2 separate regions of the Mus musculus genome follow, and region 1 is linked to region 2. A link is a contact called in public Hi-C data. All regions are on one chromosome and are shown on one strand. The core of a region is the stretch at or near the end of the contact, and the rest is flanking DNA. Distances in the headings are between cores, read along the strand shown. Region 1 overlaps Macf1 (microtubule-actin crosslinking factor 1). Region 2 overlaps Macf1 (microtubule-actin crosslinking factor 1).

Region 1 (5,091 bases), core at 2,520-5,019, 58 kb after region 2:
TAGTGATGGTTAAATGATAGAATATTTGTCCTCAGTCAGAATTCAACACATAATGGCTTCCTACCTTTTCCTTCATCCTTTCCTGCTCATAGGGATATATAGTCATAATACACACACCAATACCAAGTCACAAAAGGAACTGTGGTTTAACACAGCCTCATTTACAAACAAAGACAACAAACCACTGGGCCAGGCATATGGGTCAGCGGGTAAAGCACTCGCTGCACAAGCCTGGCCCAAGGCCAGATGTGGCAGGCGGCACACAACTAGAGTCACAGCATCCTAAAGCCAGGTGAGAGATAAAGGCAAGATAATCATCCTGAAGCTAGCAGACCTGCCAGCCTGAAGTACACAGTAAACAGAAGCAAAGAAAGAGACCCCGCCTCAACAAAACGGACTGCGGCAGTCCTCAAAGTCCTCTGGTCTCCACACACCAGCTACAGAATGTACATGCCCACATTCCTCCACACGCACACACACACACACACACACACACACACACACACACACGGCAAAGGGGGGAGGTATGTGTGTGAAGGAATAAGTAAATATATACATAATTTTTTTTAAAGAATTATTTGGGGGCTGGCGAGATTGCTCAGTGGTTAAGAGCGCCAACTGCTCTTCCGAAGGTCCTGAGTTCAAATCTCAGCAACCACATGGTGGCTCACAACCATCCGTAACGAAATCTGATGCCCTCTTCTGGAGTATCTGAGGACAGCTACAGTGTACTCATAATAAATAAATAAATAAATAAATAAATAAATAAATAATTCATTTATTTATTTATTTTATTTTATGTATAGGAGTACACTGTAGCTGCCTTCAGAAGAGGGCATCAAAGCCAGGCAGTGGTGGCCCACGCCTTTAATCCTAGCACTTGGGAGGCAGAGGCAGGTAGATTTCTGAGTTCGAGGCCAGCCTGGTCTACAAAGTGAGTTCCAGGGCAGCCAGGGCTATACGGAGAAACCCTGTCTCAAAAAAAAAAAAAGAAAAAAGAAAAGAAAAGAAAAGAAAAGAAAAGAAAAGAAAAGAAGGAGGAGGAGGGGGCATCAGATCCCATTACAGATGGTTGTGAGCCACCATGTGGTTATGTGGTTGCTGGGAATTGAACTCAGGACCTCTGGAAGAGCAGTCAGTGCTTTCAACCACTGAGCCATCTCTCCAGTCCTTTTCCAAACTTTAAAAAAAATATTTATTTAATGTGTGTTTTGTCTGCGAGTATGTAAATACATTGCATGCATGCCTGTTGTCCACAGAGGTCAGAAGAGGGTGCTGGATCCCCAGGAACTGAACTTACTCATAGCTGTAAGGCAGCATGTAGGTGCTGTGAACCTGGGTTCTCTGCAAGAGCAGCTAGTGCTCTTAACTACTGAGCTCTCTCCAGCTCCAAAACAACAACAACTCAGTGTGATATCACAGATCTGTGATCCCAGACTCTTAGAAAGGCTAGGGCTGGAGGACCAGGCTGGGCTACATAGGTAAACTGCCTCAACAAGGGAAGAGAGTTGGTTTTAATACTAATGGCCACCTGACCTTGAACTAGTTACTAGGTTCTTACCAGTCTCTTATCAGTAAAAAGGGTGAGAATTTACATCTGTCATACCAGACAGGTACTCTTCTAAGAGCTAAAGGATAATTAGAGCTAGTGAACAAATATCTTTGCTTTTTTTTTTTTTAGGGAGAATGGTTAATTTTGGGTTTATTTTACTTATTTTTTAACAAGAACACCCCACCCCACCCCATCACCATACACCGTTTCTCTGTGTAAACCTGGCTGTCCTAGGACAATTTGCTCTGAAGACCAAGCTAACCTTGAACTCAAGAGACCCACCTGCCTCTGCCTCACAAGTGCTGGAATTAGAAGCCTGTGCCACCACACCTGGCTGGAACATTCCTTTCTAAACTGCTCACCAGATTCGAGAACTCAGACTGTGCTGCAAGAACAACGAAACCATACTCCTGGACAGCATCTAGGACAATGCCTGACCTCTGGACTTCTGTAAACCTTTCTTTCTTGCTTCAATGTGGGCTTGTTGCTCAACTCTTAGTCTGACAAAACAATCCACATAAGGCATCACAAAGAATCCTTTCCTGTTATATCTTTTATTTAGGTCCCAAGTTAGAGGCCACAGCTTGAATTTGTGCCAGATGAGTCATTCAACAAATGCCCCTTTTCTAAGCACCAGGTCTCACTGTCTTAACCAGTCTAAAGATGGCATAAGCATCTTCCCTCCCCTGGGCAGCTTTACCCAAAGCATCCATGGAAGCAACAACCTTTTCTAAGTGCTCTGAACAAGGCATTGGCAATCTCTGTCTGGCCTCCTGCTCTAGAGTTAGAAGCATGTTTTTTCCCTTCAGTGGGACATATCAAAGCTTGTGTGGGCCTTCATTACTTTTGTTCCTTTGCTGCTAGTAGGTCCATGAAGCTCCAGATTTGACACCCCCCACCTCTCTCTCTCTCTCTCTCTCTCTCTCTCTCTCTCTCTCTCTCTCTCTCTCTCTCTCTCTCTCTCACACACACACACACACACACACACACAAATCTTTGTCATCAAAAAATCCTTCTAGTGGCTCAGTGGTTAAGAGCACTGACTGTTCTTCCAGAGGTCCTGAGTTCAATTCCCAGCAACCACATGGTGGCTCACAATCATCTGTAATGAGATCTAACGCCCTCTTCTGGTGTGTCTGAAGACAGCTACCATGTATTCATATAAATAAAATAAATCTTTAAAAAAATTCTTCTGGTCCTTTTCTTGACAATACTGTATGAAGTAATTCACATTGAAGAAAAAATGTGACATTTGATGTTTTCTTAAGCAACAAACTAAAAGAAGATCAAGCCTTGGGATTTATTAGGAAGCTGTCAGCCTTCAGGATCCAGAGATGCCTCTACAAATACCCACTAGACTAGCCATGGCTGTGTTTCTAAAGCTAACTTTTTAAAAAATATTTATTTATTATATATAAGTACACTGTAGCTGTCTTCAGACATACCAGAAGAGGACATCAGAGCTCATTACAGATGGTTGTGAGCCATCGTTTGGTTGCTGGGATTTGAACTCAGGACCTCTGGAAGAGCAGTCAGTGCTCTTAATCACTGAGCCATCTCTCCAGCCCCTCTAAAGCTAATTTTGTTTTGTTATTCCCAAACTGAAAATTTTGAATTGTCTGTCTCTCCATCCATCTATCCATTTATTGTGTTTTGATGCTAGGTCTCGCTGTAATCCTAACTGGCCTGGAACTCCACAGTTTTAACCTATAGTAAACTATAGGGTTACTGAAAAGTAAACCAACCTGGGTTCAAATTTGTGGCAATCTTCCCACCTCTGCCTCCAAAGTACTGGAATTGCCAAGGCTAGACCCTGAATTGAAACTTTAAAGTACAAAAATAATACACAATCCTCAAGATCTCATGTCATTGTCCTTAGGATAACAAAATGTCTTCTATCATCTAAACACAGGTTGAACACCTCTAATTAAAAACTGAAGTCCAAGCTGGCGTGGTGGCGCATGCCTTTAATCCCAGCACTTGGGAGGCAGAGGCAATCGGATTTCTGAGTTCAAGGCTAGACTGGTCTACAAAGTGAGTTCCAGGACAGCCAAGGCTACAGAGAAATCCTGTCTTGAAAAACAAAAACAAAAACAAAAAACTTAAGTCCAAAATGATGCCAAAGCCAAAACTCTCTAAAAATCTACATGATCTCATAAATGAAAATTCTACACTTGACCTCAGGTGAGAAAGTACACAAACAGGGTTCACTAGAACTGCTTTAGAGATAAGAGTGTAGTTCAGAGGCAGAGCACATGCTTTGCATGCCTGGGGCCTGGCTTCAATCTCCACCATCAAAAAAAAAAAGAAATCTTCAAACTCAAAAATTTCGAAATACGCAGAGGGGCACTGATTGCTAAAGAGATAACTCAGCAGTTAAAAGCCTGGCTGCTCTTCTAAGGGACCCAGGTTCAATTCCCTTCTCATGGCAGCTCACAACTGTCTGTAATTCCAGTCCAGGGATCCAATACCCTCACACAGACATACATACAGGCAGAGAACACCAGTGCACACAAAAGTAAATTACTTTTAAAAGTCTATCAAAATACTTCTGGTTCCAAGCATTTAGAATAAGCGCAGTCATTAAGCTATAGTATACTCTCATTTTAGACAAGGTTTTACTTTGTGTGAGGAATCTGTGTGTACAGTGTTCATTCATCAGCATGTATGCTGTACCTGTACATCCTAAATGCAATGCTAAGCACAGCTAGGGAACAGAGAGTCTAGTGCGAAAAGGCAAGCACATAAGTAATGAAGTTATACACAACCGAGAGAAGCATTTCCTAACAATGATTGCCTGGTTACTGGGCTGTTTCCCCATGGCTTCGGCAGTACTGGACATTGAACCCAGGGTCTCACGTCTGCTAGACAAGTGCCCTACCAGTTAACTTTTAGGTTCTTTATTTCAAAGCAGGTTTCATTAAGTTGCCTAGCTAGGTAGGCCTTGACCTAGTTATTACTCCTAGCCCAACTCTCTCCAGTAGCTGAGAATTCAGCCTGTACTACCAAGGCCTAGCTTGAATTGTGTTTAACATCCTGCTGACAGGTTAGTTTAACAGGTACAAAAGAATTTCAAGAGAGAAACAAAATATAAGCAAAGCAAACACAGCAACATTCTCCACCCCTGCAAGCTAAGGAAGCTGAACATGGCTTCACAGTGATAAAGAGAAAAGAGCAAGGAAAAGGCCAAGAGGCAGAACTGAACTACCACAGGCTTTGTTGTGGATTCAGTCATTATCACACAGGCAATGGGGACTTGCTAAGGAAGCTTTTGCTTCTGGTTTGTACTGGGTACTGAATCCTGAGCCTCCCACACCTAGGCGTACACTCGGCCATGAAACTACACCCCCAGCCTTTTATATTTCTTCTCCTTTATAAATTTTGTGATAGATCTCACTAAAAGTTGCCCAGGGTAGACTCATTCAGTATCTTAGGCAGGCCTTAAACCATCTCTCTGGGTCCATGGTAGGACTTTTTAAGCCAAAAAAAAAAAAAAAAAAAATTCTACCTGATTATTTTTTTGTTGTTGTTGTTGTTGT
Region 2 (5,060 bases), core at 2,092-4,591:
AGAACTCTGGAAGGGTTTTTAAATGTTATTTATTTATTTTATGTATATGAGTACACTGTAGCTGTATAGATGATTGTATAGACTCATGTGGCTGTTGGGAGTTGAACTTAGGACCTCTGCTCCCTCCGTCCGCCCTGCTCGCTCTGGTCAGCTTCGCTCACTCAGTCCCTGACTTGCTCCAGCCCAAAGATGTATTTATTATTATACATAAATACACTGTAGCTGTCTTCAGACACACCAGAAGGGGGCATCATATCTCATTATGGGTGGTTGTGATGCACCATGTGGTTGCTAGGATTTGAACTCAGAACCTTCAGAAGAGCAGTCAGTGCCATCTTGCCAGCCCCTGGAAGGGTTTTTGTAAACTCAGTCAAGGGCTGAAAGAATGGCTCATAGGTTAAGAGAACTTAATGCTCTTGCAAAAGACCAGAGTGTGGTTCCTAGCTCCCATATAGTGGTTGACAATTGCCTGTAACTTCAATTTCAGGGTATCTGATGCTCTCTTCTGACGTCTGTTGGCACATACACACAGGCATTCTCAAGTATACACATATACACATATAATAAAGTGAAAAAATATTTTTTTTTCAATTTCTAAAAAAGGAAATTCAATCAACAGCTACTGCCTGCTGGAGAAGTCAGAAGAAGCTGTACATGTGAGGCCAGGCCTGGAATTGTCTGGAGGATTTTTAAGAATCTGAAACAAGAGCTGACATTCTAAATGGAGAAGCTAATTGAGAAAGAGAGTGGAAAGGAAAGAATGTACAAGTATTTTAGAATAAAGCTTCTGAATGGGGTGCTAGGAGAAACAGAGTATTCACTTCTTCTGAATTTTGGTCATCTACATTTCTGGAAATGTCAGAAAAGTGACTATAGGAATACAGAAATCCCAGCTAGCCTACAGAAATGAAGAATATCAACAAAAGTGATAAAACTAGGGAATAGATGAACAAATACTTTTTTTTAAGATTTATTTATTATATGTAAATACACTGTTGCTGTCTTCACACACTTTTTCTTTTAGCTCTAGCCCAAAGATTGATTGATTGATTATGTAAGTACACTGTCACTGTCTTCAGACACACCAGAAGAGGGCGTCAGCTCCCATTACAGATGGTTGTGAGCCACCATGTGGTTGCTGGGAATTGAACTCAGGACCTTCAGAAGAGCAGTCAGTGCTCTTAACCGCTGAGCCATCTCTTCAGCCCAAGCAAATACTTTTTAAGGTTTTTCTTTTTATTATCTGGGGTCTCAGTATGTTTTCCATTACCAGTCAATGTTCCACCTCTGCATTAAAGTCCTTTAGGGGGAAGGATGCCAGGTACAAGAACATGTGAGGTTCCAAACTACTTCTGCTCAGATGCATCTGACCTGGTTAGTCAAATGATAACTTCGTAAACTTCATCACAACAATTACCTTTGGGAGCTGCCAAACTAAACATACCCTAGGGAGCACTTCTCCCTGAGACCTTTGGCGCTGCAGGTTAAAGCTCTGTTAACCATCTGTTCTTTCACACAGAGAGGAGGGAGAAGTGCTGGGGGCAAGGAGGAGACCATTGCTAGGCCAGGAAGTCAGCACCTTCTCTGTCAGCTACCTGATGCACTCTCCTGACTCACTTCCTTCAACTCCAGTGACCAGTTTTCAACTCACAGCGCACTCACTAGTTCTGTCTAAAAGTAGAGCTCATGACTGACCAGCCAGGAGACACCAGGTGTGAAGACATTATCAGGAAACAAGCAACATTTTCTCCTCTTGCTTTCAAATTGCATTTTTCGACATTTTGTCTTGCTTATGATATATCTTCAGGAGAAGTAATATCTTCTAGTTTGGGAATAGTCCATGCAGCCTAAGTCTCTATGTCTATGCACCTTCTGATGAACAAATAACAGCAGTTAATACTGCTGAGCATCGCCTCAAGACCTTCCTTAAGAGGCCTGGAATTCAAACAAGATAATAAATAGTTCTTTCTTGTCATGTAAACTGATTTAACCTCTAACTGTACAATCATATAAACATAGTGGGGACTAGGAACATACTCTTATAATCCTAATAGAAGTAAGAGTCTGAGTACTTAACCAACTTTAGTGCTTTGACAATATGAAAAGTATCAAAACTCATACTTTTTAATAGCTTTATCAGTGTTAACCACTGGAGGGCGCTCTACTCAAAAAAAAAAAAAGGTGGGGGTGGGAAGACTTAGGTTAGGGAACCCAAAGATCAAACTTTTCAAACCAGTGGAGGGAACCAGAATTCTTTGGGCAATAAGGTAGCACTCCTGGCTTTTGATGTCATGGCAAATCCCTGTATTTATGTTAAAGAAAATGCCGCACCTCTAGGTCAGCAGCAAAAAGTCTGTGAGACTCAATTACCAGAAACAGACCTGACTAGCCAGAGAAGGATGCCGTGTGGAGTGAAAGAAACCACATGAGATCACAGCACATTAGTTAACAAAGTCCATGACTGGCCCAGGATGTTGTGGGCCAATGGTAGATACACCCAAGGCAAGCACAGACTCGACCACATGCTCTGAGGGCTCATGAACAACACTGCCCACACGAGAATTTCTGAGAAGGTAACTAAAAAACAGGTGATGATGTTTCCTGTGATCTATGCCAGTCAATCATTCTCACTGCCCAGGCAACCATTCTATTCAACACTCAATCACAGTTCCTGTCTCCACCTGTTCCTCTGACATCATCCTGTCATTATATTTTCTTTGAAATTCCTTTGATGAAAATGAGTCACCTTTTCCTGCCAACACAGGCTGGAGCCTGTGGCATGCCATTCTTTTGGAGTGGTGTTCTGGGAGAAGGCGCCACCCAGAGGCCCTTCCAGACCTTATTTACACACCACCCAGGAAAGAATGCTTCAGAGAAAGCTCATGGATGAGGTGGTTCTTGCTGGAGCTAGGAATGTGGCTGGGAACCAGTATCCAAGCTGGCTCCGACAGTGGGACAAAATGTTGAAAGAATGAAGTAAGAAGTTGAATAGGGCATTGTTACTTGGAGGGAGGAAAACGTCAGCCCCAGAGTGTTTAGCTTACAAAATGCCACCTTACTTGTAACCAACTTACTTGTAACTCTTAGTAAATGGTTACAAACCTGTTTCGGGTAGCAGCGCTGCCCAGGGCTCAAGATAGCCACACTCCAGCTACAGGATTCAGGGTAGCCTAGTGTGCAAGGTAAAAACTGACAGAATGCTATTCAGACGTACAAATCACCCTCAGGGTGGTTTTTTTTTTTTAATTTTACTTAATTTACATGTATTTATTTATTCCTTGTGTGGTGGGGGGATGGACGTGGAGGTCAGATGTTCTTTCCCTCCACTGTGTGGGTTCCAGGGATCAAACTCCAGTCATCAGGCTTGGCAGCAGGTACTTGAACCAGCTGAGCCATGCAATGACAGCTCTACTCTAATATTTTTAACAGTAACTTCTTTGAGAATTAACACACTGTACCAGTCACCATTTTTATAGTCTACAATTCAGAGGATTTTAGTATATTCACAAAATCGTGCAACCATCTAATTGTAGGACATTTCATTATCCCTAAAAAGAAACCATACATCTTATCAGCAGTCACTTTCAGTCCCCCCGACCCTCTGGCTTCTAGCAGCCAGGAACCTAGGTACTGTCTCTGGGGGTTTGCCTATTCTGTATAAATGGAATCAAACTCATGTACTTCTCAAGGTAGGCCCATGCTTCTACTGATCGGCATTTTGTTCAACAAGATATATTCTAGTGTATGGCTACATTTTGTTTAATCTACTCATCAGCTGGTGGATATTCGGTTGTATACACTGTTACACATGTTGAGCCATTAACATCTTTATAAAGCCTTTCTGTGAAAGTATGTTTTCAATTCTCCTGGATATATTTTTAGAACTGCTAAGTTCCTAAAGCAGATGCAATATTTCATATTCCCATCAACAAAATAAGGGTTCCAGTTTCTCTACCTATTCCCATGTGCACTTTTTTGTTTTGTTTTTGTAGACATGGTCTCTGTAACCCTGTCTGATCTGAAATTTCCAATGAGTTTCCTGCCTCTGACTTCCAAATACTAGGATCCCAGGTTTAAGATCCACGCTCTGGGCACAACGGTCTGAGTTTGGATTCCCAGTGTTCACATAGCAGCTCACGCCATCTGTAACTTCAGTTCAAAGGGATCCAAGTCCCTCTCTGGCTTCCTCGGGTACCAGGCATGCCCATGGTGCACATACATACATGCAGGCAAAGCACATACACAGAAAATAAAGGTAAGTAAACCCGGGGCTGGAGAGATAAGAGCAATCACCGCTCTGCCTGCCAGAGGACCCCAGTTTGGTTCATAACATCAGGTGGCTCACAGCTACGGTAATTGCAGGTCCAGCAGGAGCTGACATCTTATTTTCAAATCTATTTGCTGGCCCCCACAAACACCTCTTACTCATGCACACACATACAAACAAATAAATAAATCTCTTTTAAAAACAAAACAAACAAACAAAAAAACAAACAAAAACCCAGGCTTACAATCTTGCTATAGCAATCTGAATATGAAGTTGGTGTATCTCACCATGGCTTAATCTGCATTTCTTTAAGGCCTGGTAATGTTTACAATTTTCATATGCTTACTTTGTACTTGCTATTTGTATATTTGCTTTGGAGAACAGCTACTCAATCCTCTGCCTGTTTTTTATTGAATTATCTTCTTTCTGTTGAATTACAAGTTTTCTTCATATGTGTTAATTATAGGCACATTACTAAAAACATGATTTGCAAATACTTTCACATTATATGAAGTGTTTTTCACTTTTAAAACAATTTCAGCTGGGTAGTGGTGGCATACACACTTCCAGAACTCAGGAGACAGAAGCTGGCGGATCTCCAAGTTTGAGGCCACCCTGTGAGCTTTGGGACAGCTAGGGATACACAGAAAAACACCTGCTTTGGGGAAACAAACAAACAAAAATTGTCTTAGTTAGGGTTTTATTGCTATTATGAAACACCACGACCAAAAAGCAAGACAGGGAGGAAAGGGTTTATTGGGTTCCCACTTCCACATTGCAGTGCATCACTGAG

What was found. A called contact is a pair of places that touch in the nucleus more often than the background predicts.
Region 1: a contact with region 2 is called in a Hi-C map of liver, with 2.0 times the contacts expected there. The contact joins two enhancer-like sites. A contact is called at or near these places in 1 of 15 datasets of contacts at CTCF or cohesin (CD8 T cells), 23 of 484 Hi-C or Micro-C datasets (B cells, the G1E-ER4 cell line, the N1E-115 cell line and 17 more), 5 of 115 datasets of contacts at active chromatin or transcription factors (the HPC-7 cell line, embryonic stem cells and extraembryonic endoderm stem cells) and 3 of 9 other capture datasets (adipose tissue, liver and pancreatic islet).

The regions. Positions count from the first base shown.
Region 1 is chr4:123,643,507-123,648,597 of GRCm38.p6, forward strand. The region is part of intron 1 of Macf1 (microtubule-actin crosslinking factor 1); the gene reads right to left. It also overlaps the pseudogene Gm35241. Among named protein-coding and RNA genes, the nearest start is that of Gm12925, 20 kb to the right of the region's middle. Within about 2 kb of position 3,770, at least 6 of the 459 cell types and tissues checked have an H3K27ac peak or open chromatin away from gene starts, as enhancers often do. A contact at or near this core is called in liver, where this site is marked.
Region 2 is chr4:123,586,355-123,591,414 of GRCm38.p6, forward strand. All of the region lies in intron 1 of Macf1 (microtubule-actin crosslinking factor 1), which reads right to left. Among named protein-coding and RNA genes, the nearest start is that of Mir6398, 28 kb to the right of the region's middle. Within about 2 kb of position 3,342, at least 91 of the 459 cell types and tissues checked have an H3K27ac peak or open chromatin away from gene starts, as enhancers often do. A contact at or near this core is called in liver, where this site is marked.